3 separate regions of the Mus musculus genome follow, and all the other regions are linked to region 3. A link is a contact called in public promoter capture Hi-C data. All regions are on one chromosome and are shown on one strand. The core of a region is the stretch at or near the end of the contact, and the rest is flanking DNA. Distances in the headings are between cores, read along the strand shown. Region 1 holds the start of Fam47e (family with sequence similarity 47, member E). Region 2 holds the start of Scarb2 (scavenger receptor class B, member 2). Region 3 holds the start of Cxcl10 (chemokine (C-X-C motif) ligand 10).

What was found. Promoter capture Hi-C pulls out the DNA fragments that hold promoters and counts their contacts. Capture Hi-C pulls out chosen DNA fragments and counts their contacts.
Region 1: a contact with region 3 is called in a promoter capture Hi-C map of embryonic stem cells, with 2.4 times the contacts expected there. The contact joins the promoter of Fam47e here to the promoter of Cxcl10 in region 3. A contact is called at or near these places in 3 of 39 promoter capture datasets (embryonic stem cells and trophoblast stem cells) and 1 of 9 other capture datasets (liver).
Region 2: a promoter capture Hi-C map of adipose tissue shows a contact between it and region 3. The contact joins the promoter of Scarb2 here to the promoter of Cxcl10 in region 3. A contact is called at or near these places in 2 of 39 promoter capture datasets (liver and macrophages), 1 of 484 Hi-C or Micro-C datasets (megakaryocyte-erythroid progenitors), 4 of 115 datasets of contacts at active chromatin or transcription factors (effector CD8 T cells, memory CD8 T cells, microglia and 1 more) and 2 of 9 other capture datasets (adipose tissue and liver).

What each region holds. Positions count from the first base shown.
Region 1 is chr5:92,570,033-92,572,840 of GRCm38.p6, forward strand. It overlaps Fam47e (family with sequence similarity 47, member E), which reads left to right and starts at 1,505. Exons shown (of 7, transcript NM_001033478.2): 1 at 1,505-1,678. The coding sequence starts at 1,557.
Region 2 is chr5:92,504,398-92,507,433 of GRCm38.p6, forward strand. Scarb2 (scavenger receptor class B, member 2) reads right to left here and starts at 1,260. Exons shown (of 12, transcript NM_007644.4): 1 at 795-1,260. The coding sequence starts at 911.
Region 3 is chr5:92,347,295-92,350,261 of GRCm38.p6, forward strand. Cxcl10 (chemokine (C-X-C motif) ligand 10) reads right to left here and starts at 1,595. Exons shown (of 4, transcript NM_021274.2): 1 at 1,460-1,595; 2 at 795-921; 3 at 511-600; 4 at 1-91. The coding sequence starts at 1,520. The coding sequence ends at 73. It also overlaps a transcript of Art3 not described here.

The DNA.
Region 1 (2,808 bases), core at 255-2,754, 220 kb after region 3:
CAGTTTCTGATGTCTTTATGGACATTCCCACCCAAGTGACTTTGGCCCCCTACAAACAGGCCTGTATTTAACCTCTCAGACTTCACAGGTGGAAACCACACTTTTCAGATGTGTTCATTACCTTAGCAAGCAAATAGTAATCAGCTGGTTCTAGAACAACAGCAATCTGCCAACAAATGGCAACGACTTTGTGAAATCTAAAGTACTCTGTACCACAGGGCTGTTTCAGGAAGCCACTGTGTCTTGTTTGGATCATCACAATAGCTTATTAACTATGGTGTGGTGCTTTGAATGAGAATGGGCCCCATAGGCTCGCAGATTTGAATGTTTAGTTACTAGGGCTTGGGAAGGACTAGGAGGTGTTGGAGGAGGTGTGTTATTGGGAATGGGCTTTGTCTTTTAAAAAGTCCACACCAGGGCAGTCTTAGCTCTCTCTTTGCCTGCTGCCAGTGGATCAGGGCGTAAAGCTGGAGAAACCGTGCAGTCTCTAAAGCTCCAGTGCCGCCATGCCAGCCTCCTCCCTACCGTAAGGATAAGGGACAAGCTCCCTGAGACTGTAAGCAAGCCTCCATTGAAGCTTACTTTTGTAAGAGTTGTCTTGGTCATGGTGTTTCTTCATAGCAGACAACTGGTTTCATGGCCTACCCCTCCATATTCCCATTCTCTCTCTCTCTCTCTTATAAGTTTAAGAAGAAGAGAATGGGCTTGGGGGAATCACACACACACACCCCCATACAGTAGGGGAGAGGAAGAGCAAGAGGGAAAAAGAGGGAGGGAGAGAGGGAGAGGGAGAGGGAGAGAGAGAGAGAGATTGGGATGGCTATGCATACCAAGGCACACATATATCCATCAGAGGACAACCCAGGTGTGGGTCCTCACCTTCTACCCTGTTTCTGGCAGGATCTGTTGGTTGTTTGCAGCTGGCTTGTGAGTTTCCAGGGAGTCTTCTGTCTCTGCCTCTTTCCTCCATGTAAGAGCAGTAGTATTACAGGCTTGTACTGCCAGCCTGGCCTTGCATGGGTTCTGGGGATTTGAACTTGGGACCTGACACTGGTGCAGTAAGTGTTTTACCCATGGAGCCATTTCCCCCAGCCCATTCTCCTCTTCTTAAACTTAAAAATAATTACATTTTAATTTATTTTTAGTGTGTATAGGTTATGTGTGTGCCATAGTGTACACTTGGAGGTCAAAGGACAAGTTGTAGAAGTTGGTTCTCTCCTTCTCCCACTGGGGTCCTGGGGATTAAAGCTTGGCCAAAGATGTTTTTTAGCTGCTGAGCTAATTCAGTAGTCCAGCATTCTCCTCTCTAAAGCCTGCGTGTCACTCAGAGCACAAACTGATTCTCTCACACACCTGCCTGTCATTCCTGTGCTCACCCTCCTGCAGGTGCTCCCTGATGCAGACTAAAGTCCACACCGATCTGCTCATGCTGTGCACTCTGCCCCAAGGCCTTTGACCTTGCAGTCTAGTTTGATATTTAAGCTGTTCGATGCTCTTCTCTTCTGGGCCTGGGCTCAGTGTCACTTCAGCAGAGAGACTCTCTCTGTAGAAATTGGATGCTGTCCTGCATCCAGCCGCTTCCCACCTTACATTTTCTTTGCATCATCCGTGAGCACCTGGCATGTGATTGTCTGCCTCGATGTCTCTCTCCATCCTGCATAGCCGAAGCCACGCAAAGGTAGGGATTCCGGTTATCTACACAGTTGGATCGGCAAAGCTTAATCTCCAGCACATGTTTGGTGCTTGAAAGCTATCTCTTAAATGAATGGAAGACGAGTTCATATTTGGATATCTGAAAAAAGGGTAGGTTCAGGGGCCATCCTGGTAGAATACCTCCCTCAAGAAGAAAGGCGTAGGCTGAGGCTATAGCTCAGTTGTTAATAGCGCTTGCCTAGTGCATAAAACGTGTTGGGCTTAATCTCTGGGACCAGATAAGCAGGATTGGTGGAACATGCTTGCAGTCTAAATGCTTATGAGGTACAGGTGGGAGGATCCAAAGCTTAGCGTTATCAGCAGTTTTCAACCTGTAGGTCACGACTCCTTTGTGAGTTGAATGACACTTTCACGCCTCTATTTCTTTTAATGTAAATGTGCTGGATAATGGCAGTATTAGTAATAATGTCCTCAGCCAGAACTCCCATCCCAAGGAATGAAGATGGGCTGAAACCATCACCATCCCCAGCTCCTCAGCCTGGTACTACTGTTCCTAAAGAGTCTGGCATCTCTACGCCTCCATAAGAGACACTGTATCCCGCTAGGGCAGTAGTTCTTAACCTGTGGTCTCAACCCCCGTGGGGGTCACGTATCAGATATCCTGCATATTGGATATTTACATTATGATTCATAACAGTAGCAAAATTATAGTTATGAAGTAACAACAAAAATAATTTTATGGTTGGGAGTCACCACAGCATGAGGGACTGTGTTAAAGGGTCACAGCATAGGGAGAGTTGAGAATTTCTGTGCTACCACATAGGAGGTTCAAAGCCAGTTTGAGCTATGTAAGAGCTTAACTTTTACAAAGAACATTTATATGTGGCAGCCAGAAAGACACTGTAGTCAAATGGAGCTTATGTAACAACTTCCTGTGTATTGGAGGCAGGATGAATGGAGAGGGGCCACTGTGTTTAAAGCTCAGAAAGCAAAGGACTGGGGGCCTAGTTTTGAAAGGACCTGAAGGGGGATCCACCATGAAGACCCTTGGGGCCATGCTAAAAGTGGAGCCTCTTTTTTTTGGGGGGGGGTTGTGGGTTTGGTTTTTTTGTTTGTTTGTTTGTTTTTTCAAGACATGGTTTCTCTGTGTAGCCC
Region 2 (3,036 bases), core at 10-2,509, 160 kb after region 3:
CCTAGTAACTCTCTCCAGTTCCTCTTTCCACCGTGCCTGGTGAATGTGGGTGAAAGGGTAAAAGAAAAAAGTGACCAGGGTGGCCCCAGGATGGAGAAGTCTTCCACATGACCAGTTTTCAGGCCCCATCAAACACCCTGGGAGACAGGTCCAAATTCGTTAATTACCCAAGTAATGGCTGATGAGCACAAGTATGAAACAGAGACAGGGCTGTCTGCGAGACACAGAGCCGCTAAGCACTAACTGCAATGGATAAAATGTCACCCATTCCTAAAGCCTAGACTGTTTGCCATCTGCTCTGCCCTGCCCTGCCCTGCCCTGCCCTGCCCTACCCTACCCTACCCTGTCCAGCCCAGGAAGGAGAACACAATAGACCTCTCACCCACTTCTCATCCCCAGGCTCACTCCGTTTCAAAGGCTGCGCGGGCAAGCCTACAAAGCCAGCCTCTTCTGCGGTGCTTTTACGCATTTCTATTTCTTTGTCAAGTGCGAGGGAAACAGGGCTCAACATAGACCGGGTGCGTAGAGGGGTGTGGAGAATTGCTAAGGATAGAACGGAAACGCAAGGCTTTTCTACAAAGTCGAGATCTGTAGACTTACAGGTTATTTAAAAGGAAGAGTCACCTCAAGTCTCCACATCCTGCCAACCCGGGGAGGCAAACAAGAGCTGTGTTCTGCAGGCTCGGCGCCAACGCAACTCTCCCCACACAGGGTCCGCAATGGGAGGGTGGCCTAGAAAGACACCACACACACACACACACACACACACACACACACACACTAGCCTGCCTCACCTTCTCGATCGTCTGGTCTACCGCCTTCTGAAAGACTCGAGCCACTAGCAGCGTGACGCTGGTCACCAGCAGCAGCAGAGACAGCGTCCCCGCCGTGTAGAAGCAGCATCTGCCCATACTGCGCGCAGCTCACCGGCCAGGCCTGGGACCGAACGGCGAGCTGGAACAAGCCTCCGCCAAGGCCGAGCAGCAGCCGCCCAAAGCCCGGGGCCCCTGCGGCTCCCGCACCTTCTCCGTGCGTGTTCAGCCGCTGCCCGCGCAGTGCGCACAGCCCTGGAGTAGATACCGGAATGAGCAGCAGAGCCGGTGCGATCGCGAGTGCCGGGGCCGCCTGGCTTTCGTTTTCTCCGGCTGCTGCAGCCAGGGAGGTGCAGGGAGCGCGCAGAGCGGTGACGCGGGCTGGTGGGGCTCGCCAGCAAGCCGCGGCGGCGGTGATGGTGACGGCTGGCGACTGCGCCGGGAAGCGGGAGGGGCCGGGCGGAGGCCTTCAGTCATGTGCCCTGCAGCGGCCCCTGCGATTCGGCGGGGTTGCGCCTGCATCCTCTCCCTGCAGGCGGCGCGGTCATCCAGGGAACTGAAATCGCCCTTCCCCATTCGCTCTGCCGCTTTCTTTCTCCTTCAGATCTCTGCTGAGGGCCCACGGTGGGCCAAGCATGGGGAACCCCGGCTGGACGCGCGGTTTCCCTTACTCCAGAGGATCTCCCGAGTTCCTTGGAAGATTTAAGTACAATGTAACTAATGCTTTTACAAGGTGCCTGCTGACTTGTGCCTGATTTGTACCTGCAGAGCCTTGTTGGGTTGAACTGGGTCTTCAGGAATAAGTCAGAGTGTGTCCTCAAGAAAGTGAGGAGGAGGCGTTTGCCTCCGCAGACTGAAGGCAAGGGAGTTAACTGTTGAGTAGTCTAGGCCTTATGCTGTAGGGTTTGTGGTGCCAAGCCCTCGGAGATCAGATTTTGAAAGGCTCTGTGTCCTGATAAAGGGCGTTAACAGAGAAGCAAGTCAAGTAGAGCAGGTGTTTGTTGTCTATTTTGTCATCATCAGTTGAATAAGGGTTAGTTCCGTGACTGGCACACACATACAGACACACAAACACGCGGCAGCCCTATTATGAAGCAGAAAGAAGTGCTGTACAGGTTGTAAGAGGAACTGGAGTTGGGATGTGGGGGGTGGGGTGTGATTTCGTTAATGGGAAAAGGCAAGTAGGGAAGCTGGGTGCAAAGTAATACCTACAAGTTCAGCAAAGCCGTGGGGAGAGAGTAGTCCTTGAGGCAAACTGGCATGTCCCCAAATTCTGACATATCTCAGATGTAGACCTGCCTTAAATATCCCTGTTGTGCTTAATCAGCGGACTGGGAGCAACCTTGAGAAGTTAGTCTTTACCAGCTTGGGATAGATTTCAGTCGTGTTCAACAGCTGAGAGGCTCATCAGTCACTAATGCCATCTGCAGGGGAAGATCTGAACTGACATTTTCTTGGCCAGGCCAGTGTCCTTATCATTAAGGAGTCAGCCCACCAGGATGGAAAACACTCAAATAATCGTGACACTGGAGGCAGCCTGTACCATAGAGGGAGACCTTGTCTCAAAAGAGGAAAGAAAACAAGCAAAATAGAAGCACACAAAAGAAGCTCTGTCTTAAAATTGAAAAAATAGATAAAGGAAAAAACCCAGCAGAGTAAAATAAAATCTAAAAGAAAATGGGGGGGGGGAGGTATGTGCAATGAAAAAAATGAATTTAGATGAAAGTTACACTGTTGCTGGTGTACTACATAGTTAGTTAGACTCAGGACAATTGCACCTGCACAGATTTCTCTCTCTCCTCTCCCTCTCCCTCTCCCTCTCCCTCTCCCTCTCCTCCTCCTCCTTCCTCCTCCTCCTCCTCCTCCTCCTCCTCCTCCTCCTCCTCCTCCTCCTCCTCCTCCTCCTCCTCTTCTTCTTCTTCTTCTTCTTCTTCTTCTTCTTCTTCTTCTTCTTCTTCTTCTTCTTCTTCTTCTCCTCGTCATAATTTCCAAACAGTGGTGGTGTCCATGTTATTACTTTGTATTAAGGATTGTAAGTGACCTAAACTAAAGAATAAGGATAGATGCGTGTAGGTTCCATGCACATACCTCTTCTCTCTCTCTCTCTCTCTCTCTCTCTCTCTCTCTCTCTCTCTCTCTCACATTTTCTTTTAGATTTTATTTTACTCTGCTGGTTTTTTTTTCCCTTTATCGATTTTTTCAATTTTAACACAGAGCTTCGTGT
Region 3 (2,967 bases), core at 345-2,844:
GGGAGTGATGGAGAGAGGCTCTCTGCTGTCCATCCATCGCAGCACCGGGGTGTGTGCGTGGCTTCACTCCAGTTAAGGAGCCCTTTTAGACCTGTAGGAAGAGGAAACTGTATTGAGCGGAATAGACTCTGCTTTCACTTTGGGAACCCAAAGACCCTGGGGCAAAAGGCCTGGTGCATTTTCCTCTGCTACACAATCTCCATGGGTCACGGGTGGGTGGGGGTTGAGGGGACAGAATGGGTTTGTGTGTTTTTTGTTTTTTTTTTTTTTAAGTGAGGAAGTGGGGGGGGGGTGGGCATTTGGCAGCTTTACCCGTGACAGGTATAATAACTGCTCCACTTCTAGACACTAGGAATGTATGACCTAAGAAGGCACCTCAGTGTCTGTGTAAATGGAGAGACAAAGGCACATGCCGGTGCCATGAGTTTAGGGCAGATGCCCCACAGCAAAGCCCAGGGCAGGCGCTGCTCCCCAGACCACCATTTCCTGAAAAAGCAACATCAAACCTACCTTTTTTGGCTAAACGCTTTCATTAAATTCTTGATGGTCTTAGATTCCGGATTCAGACATCTCTGCTCATCATTCTTTTTCATCGTGGCACTATAGAAATAAGAGTGAGATACTCAGATTAACGTCAGGCCAACAGAGCTGATGGCCCTGCAGGTCCATGTCAGAGTTCAGGCACTGTGCCTTAGTTAGAGTCACAGACCCGTCCCTATCTTTCCTGGTTTCCCTCACTTATTTACTGTGTGGTTACGGGAGGGACGTTTATCGGCAGGTGGGCTTGTACTCACATGATCTCAACACGTGGGCAGGATAGGCTCGCAGGGATGATTTCAAGCTTCCCTATGGCCCTCATTCTCACTGGCCCGTCATCGATATGGATGCAGTTGCAGCGGACCGTCCTTGCGAGAGGGATCCCTGCAGGAAGAGAGGGGGAGAGCCAGGAAGGTCAGCACACGGTTTCATTTTAGGCACTTAAAATGGATGAGGTAGTGTTTAGCAGACCCTGTCTGATCTGTGGAGAGACGCATCCCATCGTATCATAGGGCTGAGTGTTTGAATATCTTGGTCATGGTAAAGAGAGATCTGCAACTTGTCAGTTACGAAATCCTGCATTTATGCACTGCTCACAGTATTGGTTAGGCTCAGGCAAGGAGGCATCCGTGCCTTACCCCATCCCACTCTTTCGCCCTTTCTCCTGACTCTCTCTTCCCTCCTTCTTCCTCCTCCCTCCTCCTTTTCTCCCTTTCTTCCCTTCTTCGTTCCTTTGCTTTTATTCTATTTTTCTCTGACTTCAACCAGCCTATGATAAACTCTGCAAGCTGAAGGGATTTCTTCCTGCTTCCCTCTTCTTTATAGGTACACACATTAAAGCTTAAATACATGCTGTGTTTAGAACTGAGCTTAATCGTCTGACTTCTGACTTCGTTAATTAAATGGCCTTGGTGTCCCTTACCTTGAGTCCCACTCAGACCCAGCAGGATGAGGCAGAAAATGACGGCAGCACTTGGGTTCATGGTGCTGATGGGGAGGCTTCCGGAAGGTTGGCTCGGGATGTCTCTCAGCGGTGGATGAAGCGCTTCTCGAGTGCCGGCTGCTGAGGAGTATTTATCTGCAAAGAGTTTCCCTCCCTGAGTCCTGATTGGCTGACTTTGGAGATGACTCAGCAAGGCTCCGCAACCCGAGGGAAGTCCCCTGTAAACCGAGGGCATTGCTTGTGTTTATTGTGACCCATGAACTTGGAATTTCCCTCTCCCCTCTTGTGCTCCTTTTAATTTTTAACGAGTGAGGTAAGTTTCACTTTCCAAAGCGTGAGCTGTTTGAGAAATCAGATGCAGTGCCTTGCAGAATAAGTCTGGAAATGGCTTTAATTCTCATCTTCCTTCTCTCATAAATAAAACACAGAACTGATATCTAAGTCAGGTTCTAACCATGGTTTTTACATTTGTTGTGTTTACACTGTTTATTTTTGCTTTTTACTTCATATGCTTTATTATAAAATACTTGGAATAAACTTTAAAAAAAAATCACACGCCAAATTTAGCCAGATCCAAAGTCTATACAACTTAGTGAACAGTTAGAGCAGGCATTCAGAACAGAAGCCGGAAGTGTCACACTAATGTTTACAAGTTACAAGAGGAATTGCAAAGCTAATTGTTGCCCCGTGCTGATTCTCTCAGGGATGCTTTGATTGTCTTCTTTGTGAGTGTGTGGTTACAGGGTCAAGGATGAAAGTGAGTGTGGATGTCACTCTGCACAGCACCCAAGGCAGCAGATACCTGGGACCTGGAAGAGTAGGTGAGGTTACATAGATCTCGCATAGAGGTGACAGTGATGAAGGGGATGGAGGTGACTCATCCTGGGAATGGGACAGGAGCCTGGAGTGTACCGGTTCAAAACTTGACAACAGAGGCCAAGAGTGAAACCTGTACCCACCAACGGGAACTGGGAAACAGGAGCTGTCACCAGAACAGGAAGGGAGTTGCTGCTTGGGAAAGATAGAAATTTCTAGAGAGCAAAATCCACATTGATGTAGTCCAAGGACTAGAACAGAGCTAAGCTTTCAAGGGAGCAAATCACGGGACAGCCGTGGAATCTGGAAGGACAGACAGAAGGGAATGGGGGCAGAGACAAGCCAAGAGACTTTCGTTTTGCAACCTTCTGCTGGGAGAAGGCTACTGTGAGAGGACGCCATGAGCAGTCTCTCCCAACCTGCTTCTGCAGAATAGACGCTGCGCTGTAGGAACCTCAGAATTTTAGAGTGGAAAGAGGTGCTGAGCAGTTTTACATTAAACAATAAAGAAAGATACATGGTGACAGTTTTATTTTATTTTGTTATTGTACAAGTTCTCAGTCAAGATGTGAAGGAAAAACAGATTTGAGGATGTTAAGAAAAAACAGTTAGCAAGTGGATATATAGTCCCTTACTGAGGAGAAAAGAGTTTAGTAACTATTGCGTAGTGT